Linked DNA regions of Columba livia: region 2 is linked to region 1. A link is a contact called in public Hi-C data. All regions are on one chromosome and are shown on one strand. The core of a region is the stretch at or near the end of the contact, and the rest is flanking DNA. Distances in the headings are between cores, read along the strand shown.

Evidence for each region. A called contact is a pair of places that touch in the nucleus more often than the background predicts.
Region 2: a contact with region 1 is called in a Hi-C map of crop, with 2.9 times the contacts expected there. The contact joins the enhancer-like site here to the promoter of UBTD2 in region 1. A contact is called at or near these places in 2 of 2 Hi-C or Micro-C datasets (crop and liver).

The regions. Positions count from the first base shown.
Region 1 is chr14:2,331,132-2,335,863 of bColLiv1.pat.W.v2, reverse strand. It overlaps UBTD2 (ubiquitin domain containing 2), which reads right to left and starts at 1,880. Exons shown (of 4, transcript XR_010466091.1): 1 at 1,720-1,880.
Region 2 is chr14:2,374,907-2,379,400 of bColLiv1.pat.W.v2, reverse strand. It overlaps UBTD2 (ubiquitin domain containing 2), which reads right to left. Exons shown (of 4, transcript XR_010466091.1): 3 at 1-1,916. Among named protein-coding and RNA genes, the nearest start is that of STK10, 16 kb to the left of the region's middle. Within about 2 kb of position 2,815, at least 2 of the 3 cell types and tissues checked have an H3K27ac peak away from gene starts, as active enhancers do.

The DNA of each region.
Region 1 (4,732 bases), core at 631-3,130:
CAACGCACTAAGCACAATAGGTTATTTAACCCCAAAACAGCAGCGTGTCCCGGCGCGTAAACACCAAGCAGAAACGCGCTCCCAGCTGGTCCATCCAGGACAGCACCCGACGACCCTTGGATGGATACTGCCCACCCCACGCACCGCTACCGCCTGTGTCAAAACACTGTTCTACAATATCAGCCAAACTCTTGATATTTTTTCCCTCCTATCATCTCATTCATTCGGCAGCACAGGCAAGATAAGAGTGAGGAAATTAAAGCGAGGTTATTTCTGTGACATGATCTCACCTCATAACACCTAGCTGCTGAAGCAGGTTTAGGAACAAACGTCGGCGTAGCTTTTCACGGTATTTTCTGATCAAGATTTCTTGGGTATGTGATGATTCCTGCCATTCTTTTTCTTCTACTTCTAATATGCTCTGATCCTTTCCACACTCAAACTCTTGCATTTTTTTACTGGTTGATAAGTCCTCTTAATACAGATGCATTTTAGATAACCCACTTCTTCCCCCCCACCCCCCCTTTTTTTTTTCAATAACGGAAAAGAGTAAGGAAGACTCATACTAGTCACAGCTGTAAAATTCCTTTTAATGACAACGATGTGACTACATCCTACACACTTCTTAGCAGCTGGACTTTCTGGTATTTCTATCTGGTATTAATCAGCAGGTGGCTGCTTCAGATATAATTGTAAGTGCTGCATTTTTTTACATTATGGAATGACAGCAAAGTCACTGATATGACAGAACACCCACCAGCTGGGGCATCTGAAATGAAACCAGGCTGATAAATAATATTGCATAAGGCACATGGGAAAACGTGGACCTAGGTCAGCAATTTTCAACCTGAAATCTATGGACCCTGCATGTGTGAGGACTACTTATAAGTCAAGTTTCCCGTTGGTAGGCTGCCTTTAAATGACTATAAAGCATATACAGCTCAGCAGGAGAACATCAGGGGTCCACAAACCCAAGGCCGTTGAAAAAGCAATCATTCACACATTTAGGTAGAGAAAAACACAAGGGTAAAAGCCGCTTCCACTGCAGCAGTTTCCACACAAGCCACACTTGCTCAGTAGGTGTGCACCTCAACACTCGGCTGCTCCAGCATCTGAAGTCGCTGGAAATTGATTATTTAGCATGGTTAATTTTGGCTGGAGGAAAGCATCCATGTTACTTGGAGCAAATAAAAAGAAACAAACAAACCAACCCGCAGCAGTGCCAGGATCTAAGTTGTCTGAATAATTCTTTTCCGCACACCACAAGGAGCTGAGCCCAAGGAAAACAAAGTTTGGGAGCCCCAGGCAGGCCCTTTCCCCGGCCGGTCTCTATTTCAGCAGCCGCCCAGGCCGGCCGAGAGGCCGCTCCGCGGAGCCCCAACCACAGCGGGGCCGCCCTGCCCGCGGGGCTGCGCCCGCCCGGCCCCCGCCGAGCCCCGGGGGTGTGTGCCGGCCGGGGGAGCCCAGCGCGGCCCCCGCGCACTCCCACCGCCCCGGGAAAGTTACGGCCCGGGCAGCCGCACCGGGGCCGGGCGCGGGGAGGGGGAGGAGGCGGGCGCGGCGCCCCGAGGCCAGCGAGGCCAGCGCGGTTCCCCCGCCCGCCGCCCGGCTCGTCCCCGCCGCAGGCCCCGGCCCGCAGCGCCCGCCCCGGGGTCCCCCCGCGGCGCCGGGGGCGGCCCGCCCGGCTCCCCCCACCCACCCCCGGGGTCCGGCACTCACCTCCGGTGCCGTCCGAGTTCTCGTTGAGGCTGCCCGAGGAGTCGTGGTGGGAGCCCACACACCCGCCCATGGGGCCCGCCCGGCCCGCAGACCCGCCGCCGAGCCGCCCCCCCACCCCCCTCCCCCTGTAGCCGAGCTCCGCCGCCGGCCGGGCAGGCGCGGTGGCTTCGGAGCCGCCTCCTCGGTCTGCAACACCGCCCCCGAGGCGCGGCCTCCTCCCGCCGCCCGGCTCCGCCTCCGGCCCGCCGGGGCCCGCCCCGGCTTCGGGCTCGCCCTGGTCCCGGCCCGCACCGGGCAGGCCCGCCGGTCCGCCTGGCCCTGTGCTGAGGCGCCCCGCGGGCCGGGCCGGGCAGGGCCTGAACGCGGCCCCGAGGCCGCCGAGCCCGCGGCCGCACCTCATCCCCGAGCGGGCTCGGCGGCCCCGCGGGACAGGGCGAAGCCCCAGTGGAAGTTGGCGGACGGCCCTGGGGCGTCGCGATCGGCCCCGCCGCAGGGATCGGGCCGCTGGCACAGGGCAGCCGGGGGGGGAGGTCGAGGGCCGCGGGCTTCGTCTGGGGTTGCGGGGTCCGGCGGCCGCGGCTGCGGGCAGCGCTGCCGAGCGGCCCCGGGCGGCTTCGGGCTCGGAGGGCGCAAGGGTCGGGGAGCAGGGCCCGCCTGGCTGGGTCGCTGGGCCTCAGGCGGCGAGATGTATTTACTTTTCCTCACTGTGCCGTTTCGGGTTTTCCCGTGCTCTCCCGCATTTCATCTGCACATGGAAATAAAGTACCCACGCACCCAGAGATAAATCTGTATCCTCCTAATAATCCAACCACCTCTTGTGTTCACAGACTGCCTGTTTAAATTAAAATAAAAACTAAACAAAGTCACTGCTTCTTGGTCAATCAGCACCTGACTTCAGTCCTCTGAGAAGAAAAAAATTACTTCTGTGCACTTAGGGCTGCAACGGCTTATATTGTTTCAGCAGCAATCTTGACATGGGTTCAGGGAGTTAGGGTTCATACACTCTCAGATGTATTGACGATCTTTGAACCAACCAGCAGTAAGTCCGAACACTGAGAAATAGTGCAAAAAATAAAGCGTAGTAACAGCTCTGGGCTCCACACAAGCTCTGCTACAAAGAGAGCTCAATGCTCTGATGAGTAAAAGAGCAGAAAACCAAACTGAGCCTTGCAATAGCACATCAGCACTTGTTATTCTGGTATTTGGTACTGAACTCTTTCATAAGATACATTGTTGCTCTCCACTCACACTGTTTGTAAAACATACATATATGTGCTGGTGTGTATATAAACACTCGAGATGGGCCGAAGTCAATATTTACTGTCTGACCCCAGGTAAGAGGAAGCACTTGCAAGGTGCTCATAAAGTGCAAAAGACAAACCAAGACTTTTTCTAAATGTATTATCTCTTTTGAAAATTATATTCCTTCTCAAAATAAGCTTCACAGGAGGCAAGGACTGAACTTTGCAATCCGAGTTTCTGTGCTCTCATCTCGGCTCTGCCCTAGACACCCACTGTGGCCTTGGACAAGTCACATAACCTCGGTTGCTCTATTTCTATCAGTAGATTAATGTTTGTCTACATATCTCTTGGGTGTATGGCTAGGATTAATTAATTCTTACTCTTTATTACTTGTTAACTGCCTGCAATATGTGGGATGTAAAACACTTTGAAGATCAGAAATGTCATTTCACAAATTAAATGGTGCAGTGAATTGACTGTTCCATATAGGTACAACTACCCTCTATGGTTGGAAATTATTCTTTGTGGGTCATAAACCCAACGGTGCAAACAGCTGAAGGATTTTGTTTGGGCACAAGGTGCTGGACTGCATGTTGTACTAGAAGGGCCAGAGTGGTGGGTTCGTGGCCCAAGGTAATGCAGCATGTAGAGAATCCCTAAGTGGATCTACATTTGTATTCCTATATATTCAAATATTTTGTACTCTTCACCAGTTTTTCTCTCCAGCTGGGATCTCACAGTTTGCTTGCAGTCAATGGTGGTGGGTTTTGCCATCACATGATGATACTGTATGATACATCCCTGTTCTCTGATGATTCATCCTTGCGTGGGAACTAGTATGAGATGCTGGCAAATTGCACCAATGCTGAAACTTCTGTCTCAGGCATCAACATTTGGATTTTTTATCAGTGCTACCCAGAAGTGTAGTATTGAAGTCTTATCACTTACAGTGAAAGTCTACCCAGATCTCTTTCATCTTTTGACAGATGAGAAAGGGAGACACGAGAGATGAGGCTATTTGCCAAAGATCCTGCAGGAAGCAGAAGCAGGAAAGGACCATGGAGTCCAACCGCTGTGTGATGCTGAGCCCATCTTTCTCCTCAGAGAGTCTGAAGAAATTCAGCAAGTTGCTATTTTCAGATGTACTTCTGCATGGCTCTCCCTGAAAGCTAATGAGGCTGTAGCCCCGTTTTCACAGGCGACGTGGTGGAGGTTTCCCTGCCCCACGTGATGCGCAGCACTCACAGTCAGATGCGGTTTTGAGGAGCGCTGGCTGCCATTCCAAAATTCCCACCAGCGATTGTTTTTAGGCCGATTGCAAACTAATGTAATCCATCCCTTAGAAAGCCACACCAAGGCGACTGGGATCAGTCTCCACCACCTAGAGACTGCAAAGCTGTGTGGGAACGATGCTAAACCGAGTGGAGTTTGTTTTCCTGGAATGACCAAGGGGAAGAAATCTACTGCACAGAGATGTGACCCCATCAGGACCTCTGCGAAGCCCAACGCCTGCTCCTGTGGACTGCTTTGGCAGCTTCTGTATGTCTTCTCTGTTAATAACAGGAGGAATGGTGATACTTCAGCTTTCCTTTGGACGTTTCTGCAGAGCTCTGTGGTTTCTCTCCTTGATTGCTGTAGAAAAGGCATCACTGGAAAGGCTAAAAAATGCTATTTAATGGTGCAGCATCACAGATAATGGTTGGAATCTCCAGGGGTGGTGGGTTCTGCTGCAGGAACCCATGAAATTCCCCCAAATATTCCTTGCTGGCAG
Region 2 (4,494 bases), core at 1,566-4,065, 43 kb before region 1:
CACCAGATGAGAAGCAGCCGGGACAACTGTAGCTTTAGACCATTGATGCAGAGAGGGAAGACAAAGCAATAAAAATAAGCTATTGATAGCTGAATAGAACATTTGGCTATGGAATAGCTATTCGGCTGTGGAAGAAGTGAAGTAATTTAAATGATGGCTGAAAAAACGAGCAAACTAGAAATCATGTTTAAAAGGAACAGAGCATTTGATCTCAACCGAAGGCATTGCCAGAGAGGGGTGCAGGGCAGCCAAAGGAACACAGAGAGCATCTCTAACTGAGGGAATCAGCAATTAGATTACCACTACCCACCCCCCCCAAAAAACATGCTCCGATTCAGATTTTTGAGACTACAAAAGGATTTGTCGTTTGCCGAAAGGGCTCCTCGTACATTCTGAAGGGAAAGCACTGGCTGTGAAACGGCACCGTCCCGCTCTGGGCCGCGGGGTGTGCTGGTGAGGACACTGCGCTTGTCCTGGCCGCAGGGTCACCAGAGCGAGGACACCGGTTGCTGCTGCCCACGACGCTCCCATGAAAAGCTGCAAACCGTGAGCTGCTGCGTCCTCCTCACCGTCTTCCACACTCTGTGCCCTCTAGGAACCGAGCAGGAGGAGCTGCAAACATCCACTGCGTCTGGGTGTAAATGCAGTGTAACCTGTGCCTGTCACGGCGGTGCCGCCGGACAAAGGCGATGCACCTCATGCTTAAGCACAGCGCACCGCTCAGCCAGGCTGCTCAAAGCTTAGTTTAACAATCTGAGTGATATAGAGTAATTCGGCAGTTGCCAGTCAGCCAGTAAACCTCAGGCTAAGTCAGTCTTGTAGCAAGTAAGTTTACAGTACAGTACGTGAGAGTATACATTAAGTTATTGCCTAAGGCTCCGGAGGGCTGTGCGCCCAGCTCGGGAGCCAGCAATGGCACAGGACCGTGCTGCCAGCTTGGAATGTACGATCGCTCGGTGTGAGCATCCCCAGGAGCTGCCTGCGCAGGACGGAGCCCGAGCGCCCAGCCCAGCGCTGCACCAGAGTTCGGAGGAACCAGAAAGGAACCCGGGAACACGCAATGCAGGGCATGCCCGGAGCAGCTGCAGTTCTTGCATGAACTGTGTCTGGTGCTGATATGAAATCTTATAAATTGATTAATATTTTTTAAAAGTGCTCTCTGTTGCTCTGGCTCTGTGGATCAGGACACCACCTGCGGTTTTAGGAATCGTTACGTTTCTGTATTAAGTGAACTACAATCTCTTCCCTCCCTCCTTGTACCTCCTCCCTTTTCTCTTCCCCTTCCTTTGCCCTTGCCCTGTGCTGCTTGCTGTTGCATTAGATATGAGATCAGGCAAACCCCAAAGGCCAGTTTACATTTTTATGTTTTGTTTTTGCAGATCTCCATCACAGATGGAATTTTTGCTGGTCATTTCTTGGAACCAATCCATTAGCAGGACAAACCGAAAGAAGAGAGGGCAGTGAAAACAAACCCCACGACAGAGACGGAGGAAAGAAGAATCAATAAACAAGCAGAAATCAGTTTTCCACCGGGGTGGGATTTGCTAAGGGCTGGCTCACAATGACTTGCACCACGTAGTCCTTTGGGATTTTCAGCTCCTCCAGTTTCATTTTGTCAGCCAGCGGCCTGCCCGAGAAGAACCAGCGCTGGCTGCCCGGCTCCACTCCCTCCACCGCGTGCAGCCGCCTCTTCATGTGGTACACGGTGTCCATGCTGCGGACCATGAGTTTGAGGTCTTTGCCTGTGGACAGGCGCAAACGGAGCTGGCATTCGTGCCCTGAATTGGGTGGGGGATCAGGAATATCCAGAGTCTCCAGGTCGCCCTTCTCCTCTATCATGTTGATGGGTGGCGCGAGGCAGTAGACAGGGAGCTGGTACCGGTTGCCCAGTTCATCGTAACACTCCGTAAGAGCACCTGGGGGAGGTAAGAAGGGAAAAGATTAACACGAATGCATCGTACGTTGAACATTGAAGCACTGACCCCACTGTTCGTCTGAGTGCTGAGGCTTTAAAGGATTGATTAAATATATATATCTGAAGTTTTCATTAAAAATTGCTTCACTTCATTTTCATGTGGAAACTTGAGGTTTACTTAAAAGCATCCCCTAAAAGCCAAATACATCCCTCCCTCCAGATAAATCAGGATAAGCTTCAAAAGCTGCGGGAAGGGAGAGATGAGGGAGGATGACGTTCTCCCCACGTCAGAGTATTTCACCCACGGCACAGCCTGAGGTTTGGGCCACGTTTGCACCCAGAAAACCGCACTCGGATAAATTACACGATCTTACACCCAAGCTCTGAAAAGGCAAAATGGCAAAGGCCGAAGGCAAACGACCACTATGAAAGAGAGATTTTCTAACTTCTCAAACATTCAGCAATTGCTGAAACGGTTTCGCACAGGACTCGTGTTTTAGCAAGCGCTGCCAGAACAAACAAACACGACCACCCAAGTCGGACAACGCTGCGGCTCCGCACACAGAACAGTGTCACTGCCCCAGCACACACTTCACATTTGCACAGCATCTGTAGCTCCCGTTTTCCAAGCCTTGAAGTTTCAGGAGTGATTTTTATTTCCCCGGACTCCTGGGAGGTTCCTCAAGATAACCCAGGTGCTCGTGCTGAGGACGAGAATTAATACACTTGCTGAAGTAACGAACTCAAGCTGCCTTCTTCACACACTTTGTAAAGACGTTTCAAGAACTACCCTGTTAAAACAGCAGGATTTTCAGAACGCGTTAGGAGCAAGAGAAGCCCGAAAGCAGAGCCCTGCTGCGTACAGCACACACAGAGAGCCAGGAGGAGATGCAGAGGAAGCTGCGTCCTAAATCACAGCAGAAATCCCTGCCCAGTCTGGCTATAAAAACCCAGATACACTCCAAGCAAATGCTTCTCCCTGTCTCGGATTTACCTGCTATAACAAACTTCCACATTTTTGCCCCTAGAGGGGGCACATTCACTTGCAAGATCACCCATCCCCTTGTAGCTGGAAACGTCTGAAGAGGAGCCAAGTCCTTGAGCTACACAATATATCAAAAAGTCTTTGACTTGGCAGTTGTGCACACAACACCCAACGGCTCCTTGGCAGAAACTAAGGGTTGTTTTTTAGTTGGAGATTTTTTCACGCCGACGGTGAGTTGTCTTAAACTTTGCTGTTTGATCAGCAAAATTACTGCAATATAAATTAATGTTTACAGATATATAAAGGGTGAGTGTCAGGAGGATGGAACCAGGCTCTTCTGGGTGACAACCAGTGACAGGACAAGGGGTAATGGGTGCAAACTGGAACACAGGAGGTTCCATTTGGATATGAGAAGAAACTTGTTGGGGTGAGGGTGGCAGAGCCTGGCCCAGGCTGCCCAGGGGGGTTGTGGAGTCTCCTTCTGTGCAGACATTCCAACCCGCCTGGACACCTTCCTGTGTAACCTCATCTGGGTGTTCCTGCTCCATGGGGGGATTGCACTGGATGAGCTTCCCAGGGCCCTTCAACCCCTGACATTCTGGGATTGTGTGAAAATGGTAACTTGGGGACACACTGTGTCACTCAGCCCACTGTCACAGCAGCATCTTGCACTGGAAATCTTTCTTTTAGACAGAAACCCCCTTTTTTAAGGATAACTTGTGTTGATGAAAACACACAGAGGAAATCTTTGGTTAAAAGGTCAATGTTTTGGGTGCAGCTGCTTTTGTACAGGCAGAACCGAAGCGGCTGTGGCCAGAGATTTACTGAGAAAACAACAAAAGGAAATGCAGAAAAATACCATTATACCACTGATTACAGTCTTGTATCATCAGTAATCTCAGGGCAAACCAGCTTTTATCAAAAGTGTACTGGATCTATATCTTTTGTGGTACTTTGTTATTTACAGACCAGGCCCTGAAGTTCCCATCCTTCGGTTTTGTTTTTCTAAGTCCACTTTGTTCTGTACGCCTGATCTATCTAGTAAATGTCACAGTACTAAATTCTGGATCACAGTTCATAGAAACAGAGAAAAATTCAAACTTCAACAGCCTTTCAATTCAGCCAGAACAGCCAAATTCATATCTCTGTTTAAAAGCCATGTATCTCAAAAAGAATGCTCCCGCTTTACAACAGCACATCAAAGAGTTAATTTTAAATACAATGGGGTCAGCTTGCTAAGGAATTCCTTCGGTATTCGAAGCTGAACTAAGTATGCTATAAACAGTGGATTGCTTAATCAAAATCAGATAAGCAATATTAACTGCTGTTTCAGGGGATTTTTGTTAACTTGGAGGTTTATTTTAAACAAAGAAAAAACAACAAAAACAACCCCAAACAAGCAAACAAAAAAAAGACACAGTAGGGGAAACCTCTTGCCAGTAAAAACTGCACAGTCCCATGCCAGGCTGAGAAATGGTTTATAACATATTGTTAATGTAACGACGGGTTCCCATGAACCTCCCTGGTAATCCCATTCTTCCACCTATACCGGTGAAAACATCCCTAAGATTTTCAAGTCCTGTTACATACCACT